2 separate regions of the Columba livia genome follow, and region 2 is linked to region 1. Evidence: chromatin contacts called from public Hi-C data. All regions are on one chromosome and are shown on one strand. The core of a region is the stretch at or near the end of the contact, and the rest is flanking DNA. Distances in the headings are between cores, read along the strand shown.

The links. Hi-C and Micro-C count contacts between places; a contact is called where the count stands out from the background.
Region 2: a contact with region 1 is called in a Hi-C map of liver, with 2.2 times the contacts expected there. The contact joins the enhancer-like site here to the promoter of TRAF3 in region 1. A contact is called at or near these places in 2 of 2 Hi-C or Micro-C datasets (crop and liver).

What each region holds. Positions count from the first base shown.
Region 1 is chr5:11,868,047-11,873,335 of bColLiv1.pat.W.v2, forward strand. TRAF3 (TNF receptor associated factor 3) reads right to left here and starts at 3,788. Exons shown (of 10, transcript XM_065063439.1): 1 at 3,606-3,788; 2 at 3,202-3,339; 3 at 2,474-2,529. LOC110361404 (a long non-coding RNA gene) reads right to left here. Exons shown (of 3, transcript XR_010472744.1): 3 at 4,024-5,289.
Region 2 is chr5:11,948,274-11,953,239 of bColLiv1.pat.W.v2, forward strand. RCOR1 (REST corepressor 1) reads right to left here. Exons shown (of 12, transcript XM_065063440.1): 5 at 3,251-3,412; 6 at 491-609. Among named protein-coding and RNA genes, the nearest start is that of RCOR1, 66 kb to the right of the region's middle. Within about 2 kb of position 1,503, at least 1 of the 3 cell types and tissues checked has an H3K27ac peak away from gene starts, as active enhancers do.

The DNA.
Region 1 (5,289 bases), core at 2,538-5,037:
GGCAACAGTATCGTGCTCTCAGTGCTCCAGTAGAAAAGATCTCCAAGAAGAAAAGCACCCTAAAAGACAACGTAAATATATATATATACACACACACATAATTATTCCCAATAACATTTTGCCTTATTTTCTCCGTAAGTTCTAAGATCTTCTACTGTATACCTTCCTTACTCATTTTCTAGGGGCTTTTTTCTTTATTTCCTCTTCTCTTATTTGCCACTAGTACCGAAGAAGAGATCACCTCTTCCTACTTTGCAGACACCTAATGATCTTTCATTGCAAGTTGCCCCCATTTCCTCCCAATCCTCTAGTCCTTTCTCCTTCTAGCTTAAAAAAGGGTACATAAAATTGAAATGTGTTTATGATTTGTCAAACACATACACTGATTTTAAACTATCCATTTATGAAGGTATGGGTTTGCAGCAACCTTTGCCAGCTCTTCAATGCTCTAGATTCTAGCTCACCACAGGTTAAAAAGTATAAGATAAATCTCAGAGTGACTAGAGCATTATCTTTTGTGCTACAATCACACCCTTATTCTGTTGCACAAAAATATACAACTCTCCCTCCTTTGGCTTCTTCACCCTTACCACATCATGAAATCTCCAATTTCACCATCTCCCACCACTTCTGGTGTTCCTGAGCCATACGCCAAAAATGCCAGGAGGTTTCAAATACAAGCATCATATTCAGAAAGTACCCGCCCACAGGCAAAAAAAAGTCTTGGCAATTCTTTAAAGGAACTGTACACAAGAGCACAGACATCTGAAACCAATGTGTAATGAGTAGTCTTCAGACATCATAAGATTCAGCACCTTCAATTAAGAAACACTATTATAATTACAAAAACTAATGAAATCCAGTTATTGCATCATCTAAGATACCAGAGATCAAAACATGTTATTCTTGCAATATCTAATCATACAAAGCCAGTTTAGGATACTGGAGTTGATTCAAGTCATTTCTATTTTTAAACTGCCTTTTCATCTACATAAGAATTATGATCATCTACTTATCAATGCACTTATGTTCCAGTGGTTTAACAACAAAAGTTAAAAATTAAGATTTCTGGTTTTTCTTATTTTCAACATTGCCGTATCTACCAATACAATAGCTGAACTTCAGTATTGAAAAAACATGTTCCTCTTCTCTCACTTAAACTTTTCATTATGGACAAGAACAACGTAAAGATCTAAAATATCATATCTTCATATAATTTAGAAGACAAACCGTAGCAGCATGGACTAGTAAGACTTCAAAAAGAATTTTTGTCACTGATGGTAACTACTGCCATCTTACACAGTTTTCCAATGTACCAACAGTAAATATGCTTATACAATTGTCAAATTCTCTGAATCCATACTAGAACAGCTTCTAAAAACTGGTATCATCAAATTTAATTGCAGGAGGAGTTCAGGAAAGCCTAAAGACTGAGTCATTTAGCATCCTCTTTTGACTAGAATTAATCTTATTTGCTACTGAATGCACTTTACCTTCTATGTCCAGCTATTATTGGAAGCTTCTCATCAAGTCATATTTCAGTAAAACACCTACCGTTTTCATGTTGGAAGAAAGCAACTTTTATAACCTCATAGTGCTGCCCACTTGCAGTGCCCAAACTCATGATACATCAATGTTTCTGCTCTCAAGCTTTGTGACAAGGGGTTTCCCAGTCCAGCCTTAAGAAAACCTCTGATTCCATCCAAATGTTCAAGTATTTCCCATCTTAAAACAAAATCCCTGTCCCTAATAACAACAATAAATAACAATAAACAACATTTACATCTACGCTACTCCATACACAATGTATGGATTATCATTTATAGACACTTTTAGCCAAATGGCTCATTGTAAAGGACAACACGCAGCGTATGTTATGATCTCTTTAGTTACAACTCTAACAATAAGCGCAGCCTTTAAATCCAGGCTTCGACACAAGTTGGTAGCTATTTCAAGTAAGTATTTTCACTAACTATTTCAAATTATACTATTTCATTTGTCTCGGCTAAGTATTTTTAATATGCCTTCACACATACACTAAACACAGTCTATGAATGCAAGTTCAGATTAGCGCACAATAATGCTACGTGCATTCTACAGGACAAACCTACAAGGAAAAATACACAGTCCTACTGAAGGAAAAAACCGCACAAATTACAATCTACAAGGCTCGGTTAGATCTCAACAAGCTAGAGAAGTCGCTGACCCAAGGAGACAGAAAATTTCAAATTGTATCACTGGAACTTCCCACATTTTACTACTACAGAAACAGAAAAAGATGAAAAAAATACTAACGTGCGGCAAAGATCCAGACAGAGGTGCACATACAGCCTCTCACGTCACACACAAGCTCAGATTGGCAGAACATGAGATTACACCTCTTAGCATTAATACCATTTCTCTTGTTTTTCCATAGATAATTCAGATCTTAGACACTTGAAGATACAAATAAATCAAGACATAAATGCCTTACCTTCCTATTTTACAAGCCACTGCAGTTCTCAGATTATGAGTCAGTCATAGGTTCATCTGCAGAGGAATGACTCAGTATAAACTTTTAAACACTCGTTAATTTTTCTAACCTACAACACAGTAATTAATTTAATATATCAAAACCCGGCACTGCAAAACGCTGTATCAAATGAATGGCGTGAAAACAAAGCACTTTTCTTTCCGCTCACGCCAGGCAGACAGCCTTATAGCGCAGGGCCGTTGGAGGCGGACAGACTTTATAAAAATATAACTCCTTCCGCACCGATGAGGGCCAGCTCCGAGCCAGCAGCAGAGGATTTTCCCCACCGCCGAGGTGCCCATGGCACGGCAGCCGAGCGGCCGCCGGCGCAGGCAGCGGCGCCGCCGCAGAGGGCAGCTCGGGAGGGGCAGGGCTGCGGGGGGCCCGGCGCTCGGCGGCCAGACGCGGCGGCTGCCGGCAGTGCCCCTTTAAAGGCCGTCGGCCCGCCCCCAGCACTGCATATGGAGGGAGCCAGGAGCGGAGCGAGGCTTCTGCATTCAAACGACACATCAAAACGCCGCAAGCGCCGCCGCGCCGCCCGCTTGCCGCACGGCTCGGCTCCGCTCCGGCCTGCCGGCCCGCCTGGCCTCTCCGTCCCTCCCCGACACAGGCACACACACACCACGGGGTGGAGAGGACGGGGGAAAGGGAAGAGGGGAGGCAGAAATAAGTAAGTGAAAAGGGGGCACCTGCAGAGCCCTGGAGTGCGAGTGCGTCCGGGCAGGCAGAGTCCACGCCGCCCCCGCCGGAGGCTGATCTATCCCCGGGCACCAGCCGCTGCCAAGGTCCCGGCAACAGGCTGCGAGTGAAGCGCGCTCGGCCCCTGCCTGGTAGCAGATGCCTGGTATCAGCGCCCCGCCGCCGCCTTGCCGCCCGCCGGCTCCGCCGGAGCACCCCCCAGGCTCTCGCCGCCCGCCCGGCCCCGTCCCTCTGGCTAGAGAGCCCAAGTGCGGGCAGGCGAGCCCGGTCGGTGCTGGAGCCCTGGGCAGGAGCCGCCGCCACGGCGGCGGTGAAGCACCCGCGCCCCCACCAACCACCTTCGCCGCCGCACCTCATCCCTCCCCGGGGCTCGCCAAGCCCCACGGCGCCCTACCTGCGAGCGTGTGAGAGGAGCGGGGCGGCGGGCGGCAGCTGGAGCCCGGCGAAGGCGACCGCCAGCCCGACGGAAAGTCCCTGCCGCTCAGCACCGTCTCCCCCCGCCCCGCACTTCCTCTCCCGCCCGCTCAGGCTGGAAATCCCCGGCGAAGCCCGCTGCTCTCCCGGCTCCTCCTCACACACTGAGGGGCGGGCCCGGCCCAGCCGCTCAGCGCGCAGGCGGCAGCGGGGGGCCGGGCCTGCCCTGCCCGCCTGTCCCGGCTGCACCTGATGCCGCCGTTACCCCCCCACACCTTCGGGCACAACCCGAGGAGAAGGGGCCCCGCGTTCCCCGCCGGGCAGACGGAGCCCGTCCCGCCCGGCGCTTGCCGGCCCTCCGCCAGCAGCGAAGAGAGCGCGGGGTGGGCTGTGGGGAGACGGAGCGTCCCGCTCGGGGCGGGTTTTGGCGCTGCGGGAGCCGTGCCGAGGCTCGCCCCGCCGCTGCGGGGGCTCGGCCTGAGGGCGGGCGTTGCTGCACCGGCCCGGCCGTTGGGGCACTGGGAGAAGGGCTCCGGGGATGGCGGCGGGACGCGGGGCGCCGGGAGAGAAGGATCGGCGCGGTGAAGAGCCGCCTGTTTCCCCTCTCTGCCCCCAGGGACGTGCGAGCAACCCCGCACAACGGGTCGCGTTGGACACAATAGCCTTTATTAAAAATAAAAAAAATGTCACTAGGAAAAAAGGGGAGGGGGGAGGGGGAGAAGAGTCTGGAAAAGATCAGAAAAGAGCAGCAAGCCAGGGCCGCTCGCCCCCCGGAGGGGCCGATCGCTTCAGGCGGGCTCGGGCCGGCTGCAGGCGGGGAGCAGCCGACCGTAGGTGGCAACCCCGAGTCACCGGCCGGCGGAGCGGGGGGTGTGTTCCCTTTCCTGGAGGTGCGAGAGGGACCCGTCCTCCCCCGTCAGGCGGCTCTCCCGGCAGCGGGGGTAGGATGGCGACGCTGGCACCCGATAGAACCTGTCGCTCTGAGCGGCCAGGTTAAACGAATGCCTGCGTCGGGCTCCGCTTGTATCGCGGCATATCCCGATAAGGGCAGATGACCGGCCGGCACCGCTGTGCGGTTTGCCGTCTCCCCGCCGACCCACCGGGCTGCCGGGAGGGGAGGAGGAGAGGCGGCTCTGGCGCAGAAGCGGCGCGGGGGGCTCAGCCGGAGCCGGGGGGGCTCAGCCGGAGCCGGCGGGAGCTCAGCCGGAGCCAAGGGGGCTCAGCCGGAGCCAAGGGGGCTCAGCCGGAGCCGGCGGGAGCTCAGCCGGAGCCAAGGGGGCTCAGCTGGAGCCAAGGGGGCTCAGCCGGGACCAAGAGGGTTCAGCCGCAGACCGCGGGTCCCAGCCGGCGGCGGCATGGGCCAGGGTCTGTGGGAGGTATTGCCGCACCGGGGGCTTCGAAGCTCCGGATGCAGCGGTAGGGCTGGTAGGTCAGGAAGCCGGGAGAGCCGGAGCTGTGAGGAATGTGCGGAGCTGAACACGGAGAAATGTGTGGTGTTTGGCTAATTTCAGTGGGATGAGGTCACCGTCCTTTTTGGACGTTGTTTATCGAGGGATCACTAGGGAGGAACAGTTGGATGCGTGATCCTGAACGGACAAGCTTTGCGTCATAGTTGCCGCTTACAGCATCTCCTCACGTCCCGAAATCCATCCTGACCCTCTTCG
Region 2 (4,966 bases), core at 253-2,752, 78 kb after region 1:
AGGGGTTCTGCACCGGAGCCTGTTCCTCATCAGCTGCGTGTTCTCACTCTACTGAGCATCACATGGTGGAAACAACAGCAGATTTCTAGCTCTTTCATTACCTCCTTTTACTGTCCTGCTTATCAGCTTTTCTGGCTCTGCTGACAACAGTGCCAATCAGCTTGTAAACAGTTTTAATTCCATTTTCTCCACCCTCAAGCAGCATCAGAGAAAAAGCTTCTAAAGTGATGGGACAGCAATCACTGCACTAGAGGGCAATCGGGAATTATACAGTGTTGAAAAAGGGAGAACACCTAACTGCCAACAGTTTCCTTTTGGCTTTAAGCAAAGTAACACATGCACAGCAGGGAAGATGGGTGGGGAAAGAAGGTGCGGTACCAGGAAACATTTTGGGGGAAATCCTACATGTGGTTTCTTACAAGCTAACAGGAATCTCTGAGAGAGTCTAAAGAAATCAGTGTGCGTCAAGCCTTTCTGCTTGCAAACCTACCTTTCCTCACGTTCCCTTTTTTGTTTACGAGCATGACGGTCCATCACGCTAGTTTTAGTCCTTGTCTTCTTCCAGGAGTAGTAAAATTTCACCAGGCTGGCTATTGATTTGTCAGGAAGCTGTAAATTAAACATGTATCCTTTTATATGTTTATATGTAAAGTATCCCCAGGAGTTCACACACAATCAGTCTGGTTTTGTCAAGAAACATCTGATCTCTCTACCTTGATTCTCTCAAAGGCTCGAGTAAGGCAGTTCTGCAGCCTTTCCAAAAATTATCTGCGGGGGAGTGCTTTGGGTTAGTGCCAACTATTTAGGACATCAAAATCTTTAAGAGCATCTCAGCAAGCCTCCATTCACCAGCCAGGTAGCTGGTTCCCTTCAGAATAGAGGAACATAGCAAGAGCAAATCCAAAATGAGGCCCGGAAACTGAGATAACAGTTTTAAAAGCCAGCAGAGGCATGTGTAAGCAATCACAGTAACTGCAGGCTACATCCTAAGCATATCTTTGAAATTTGGTTAAAAAGCCTTATTCACACCATTCACATGAAGAAGTCTATTCAAAGGTCTCAACAAGAGATGTTTTCAAAAGATGAAATGTTACTGTATGCTGACATGAGGATATGGGAAAAACACGAGTCTCAGATTTTTCTATCTGCCCTCTTACACTAATGCCATTGCCCAGTAGCCATGAATGAAAAGTCTGTCTCCAAAAAGCATAAAACTACATTAAGACTAATTCTCTACTTCACAGGTAGTCTGCATGGATGTTCTTACACAGGACTTCCACAAGGTAGAAGTCCAGACTTTCTTGCTGATAAAATATATTTTAGGTAAGTGTCTGATTCAGCTTGGAGGGCAGGACAGATTGTGAGGAAAACAAAACTGTGAGCAAGAGCCAGATCTCTCTTATTCAGATACTGCAGTTTAAGCCTTCACTTGAGATAAACTTGGTTCCCAGACTGCAGGTTGACTTTAGGTCCTAATAATGGCACCAGAACTACCAACCTGGCCCACAGGTGCACACAGGCATAAATCTGTCTGTGCTGGGAAAGCACAGGCACTGTGTCCATGTTGTGGTGCCAGCAGCCATGCAGCAGGCTGGTATGCTGGAATTAAAGACTTCCATAGAACAAACTCGGGGACAAGGCGATACGTGACAAACATCAACTTGGCTACAAACACTTGGCTACATCAAACAAGTTGACTACATCAACTTGGCTAAGGGTGCCAAAATATCAGAACCAGCTCCAGTAAATCACGTAACTTACTTTTAGTTCTCTGGCTTTGATTATTTTCCCCTCAGTTTCAAGCTGCACTGGTGCTAATGGGGCAGCATATAAAACTAACTAACATGCTCCCGAGCCATTGATTCCTGTCCCCTGCTAAACACAAAGCTTCATGCCATTTAATTCCTCTCACACAGTATGGCTTTTCTGGGAGCAACAGTAAAAAAATATCATTACCTAGGGAACAGTGCATGAGCTTGGCATCCCTGTATTGGAATGCACTTCACTCAGGGACAGAGTCATGCTTCTGCACATAAACTGAATTGAGAATTTCTTGCTTCGGCATTTAACCAAGCAACAGGACAGGCTTTATGTTCTCTGTCTTCCCCAGGACATTCTCCTCCCCCTTTCTTTCCCCCGCTACATAAGAACAGAGGAATAAAGAAGGAAACAGCTTTACTCTTCAGAAGTCCACAACTCTCCGGTCTATATCAGCTGTCCATAGTGTGTGCAAGCCCCAGCATCTGACCCAAGGGAGTGGGAGACCCTAGGACTCCCAGAACATTTGGAAACAAACACTAGTGAAGGAACATTCAAAGAGGACATGAGGAAAATGAGCCACTCCCTGCCACCCTTTTGAAAAGGGACCTGGCAGTTTTGCCTCATACTTAGTTGCCTTTTGCTTTTCAGCAGGATCAGCAACATAGACCTTCACACGTGCTTTAAAGAGGCTGAACAGACTGCAGCAGCCTAGGCTCACTTCAAAGGGTCACAACCAACATAACCAGCTCCTGCTGGAACACTCAAGAGGCACTTTACTGAAGGAGAGCAAAGAACAAAGGCTAGTTCCCACCCAGGTGATGAACCACTTAAAGAAACTCTCAAGATATAATTAATAAAAAAATGTTACATCCCATCCTCTCCCTCTTTTGAAATAAAGTTGTACACACCCCAGTAGTTCCCTTTCAGGCTGAAACCTACCCTTGAATTTTTCAACTACAGTTTTAAAAAATATCACTACTAACTGAAAGCAAAGGACTGAATACTTGCAATGATGTATAAACCTCCACCACAGCATCCACTGACAGTCCCAAATCACATTAAGCACAAACTTCACAGTCAAATAAAATGAATTCCTAAAAAGCAGGCTGTAAGAAAGAAAATCAACTTTGCAGAGAGATGATCTTTACTTTGTGTGTGGTTGGGCACGTGTGTACAGACCATGCCTGAACTCCAGCTGAGACAAACACTACCATGGCACGCAGGGGACTGACTGAAAACTGTAATTTCCAACCAAAAGAATTGCACAGACAAAGTTTATCTTGAATCTTTAAAGCACTTCAGGAAAACACCTCTACTGAGACTCTGGAGGCAGTGTTCTTCCTTTCTATTCACAGGATTATTTTTCTTCTCACATTCCCTTTGGCCTGTTCTCTCCCCAAGAGCATTAGACAGGAGTGCAGCACAATCAGCACTGAAGATGACGGTCCAACCGACTGCTCTGTTTTTCCATTCCTGTGACACCACTTACCATCTGCTGGATCCTGTGAAAGGTTTTCCCATGGAAACTGAAGGCCTGTTCAAACAAGACCTTGTCTTCCACTGTCCACTCATCTGGGAACGGAGTAAAGTTTGGCAGATCTGCCAAAGACTTCTCGATGTTGTGCTTGTGCCAAAACAGCATCCCAAGGGCCTAGAAATAACAAGGACACCAAAGGGACAATTGTAACCACAAGAAACACTACTATATGCATGCTAAGGGAGAGTCACAGCATTTTTCTCAGGCAACACATTAGATGAATGTAATTCTCACCTATATCAGACACTTTCCTGTGTGCAAGAAACCTGGAATCTGAACCCCATCCTGACGGGTTGTGAAGACCAAATTTATCCAAACCACACAGGTAGTAATGTAATAAGAGAGCAACAACAGAAAGGAGGGAGAAGAAAACTGAAGAAATTACTCCAATGTTACTGATCGTGGTGTGCACAGGAAAGCTAAGCAAAGACTTGGGAAGACTACCTAAAAACCAGGCTGGACTAGAATGAAGCCTCTCACCAGCGAGTGCAACTAGGAGGATGGTCTAGTTGACTGGGGGCTGGTTAAGTGGCTCTTTCTGATGGCAAGGGGGAAAAGTGAGAAAGGATGAGGGAAGATCTGGAAGAAAGAAAGGCAGAGAACATGCACAACCTTGACTTGTTGCTAAAGTGTCCCTGGCCTGCAGGAGGAAAAATTCTTGCTTGTTTTGTGCACTCACTGCACTTCACCACCTGCAAACCGTCCTCCTCCCACTGTCCAAGATGCTCACTCACAGCCACCCCTCTCCCAGGGGTGCGCAGCCCCTGTGCGTTATGACACACCACTACATCTGGCATGCCAGCCACCACTGCCAGTCATTTTGGGAAGGCCTAACTCTGCAGAACTAAAATCCAGCCTTTTGCAATGGCTGTAAAGTGAAAACAATCTGTAACATGCTGAGTAAAACATGAGAGTAACCTGCTTGCCATATGCAAACTCAGCTTTGGTTTCACAGCCACAGTTACCCTCATCTAGTAGTTTCGCCCTGGCTGCTCAGAGCTACAAAATCCCTCCAAACTCGGGGTTTCCCCAGTATGCTTTGCTATGCAAAAAGCACTTCCTTTATGGGATCTTGCTCCCTTGAGATTCTGCAGAGAGTAGGCATACAAATTAGTGTTATCCAAGATCTTGTCCTGGCCCTCCCAGCCTCTCGGTGCTGCACAGGCACTCTCTGCTCCTTTTCTCCACCGTGCAGAACACGAAGCAATCTTGGTTGCAGTGCAGTCACTTGAGATGTCACAGCAGCCACTTGTGTCCATCCACTCTGGCAAGCATGAGGCCAAATAAACTATTTTGCAGTCATGAAGGACTGAGTTTTCTCTCCCCTGCCATTCCCCACAGCTTCAGGCATGAGCTATACCAAATATCCCTGTGAGAAAGCAAGGGAAAAGCAAGGAGGGAGACATTTTGGGAGGGCACAGCAGTGTTAAATACCACCAAGGTGCTAGCAACAGCTGAGAGGACAGCTGCTTGCACAAAACGAAAGGTAAACAAAAAGGTTTTCCTTATCAGTTTGTTTAACAGGAGAGCAGCACTCCTCCTCTGCTCCATGCTGCCCTAGGAGAGCTCTGCACTCATCCACAGGCAAGTACACAGCTTTTCCAGCCTCCTTTGTCCCAGGGCATCTGACAGGGGCTGGCAAGAGAGCACAGCACCCAGCCAGATTTG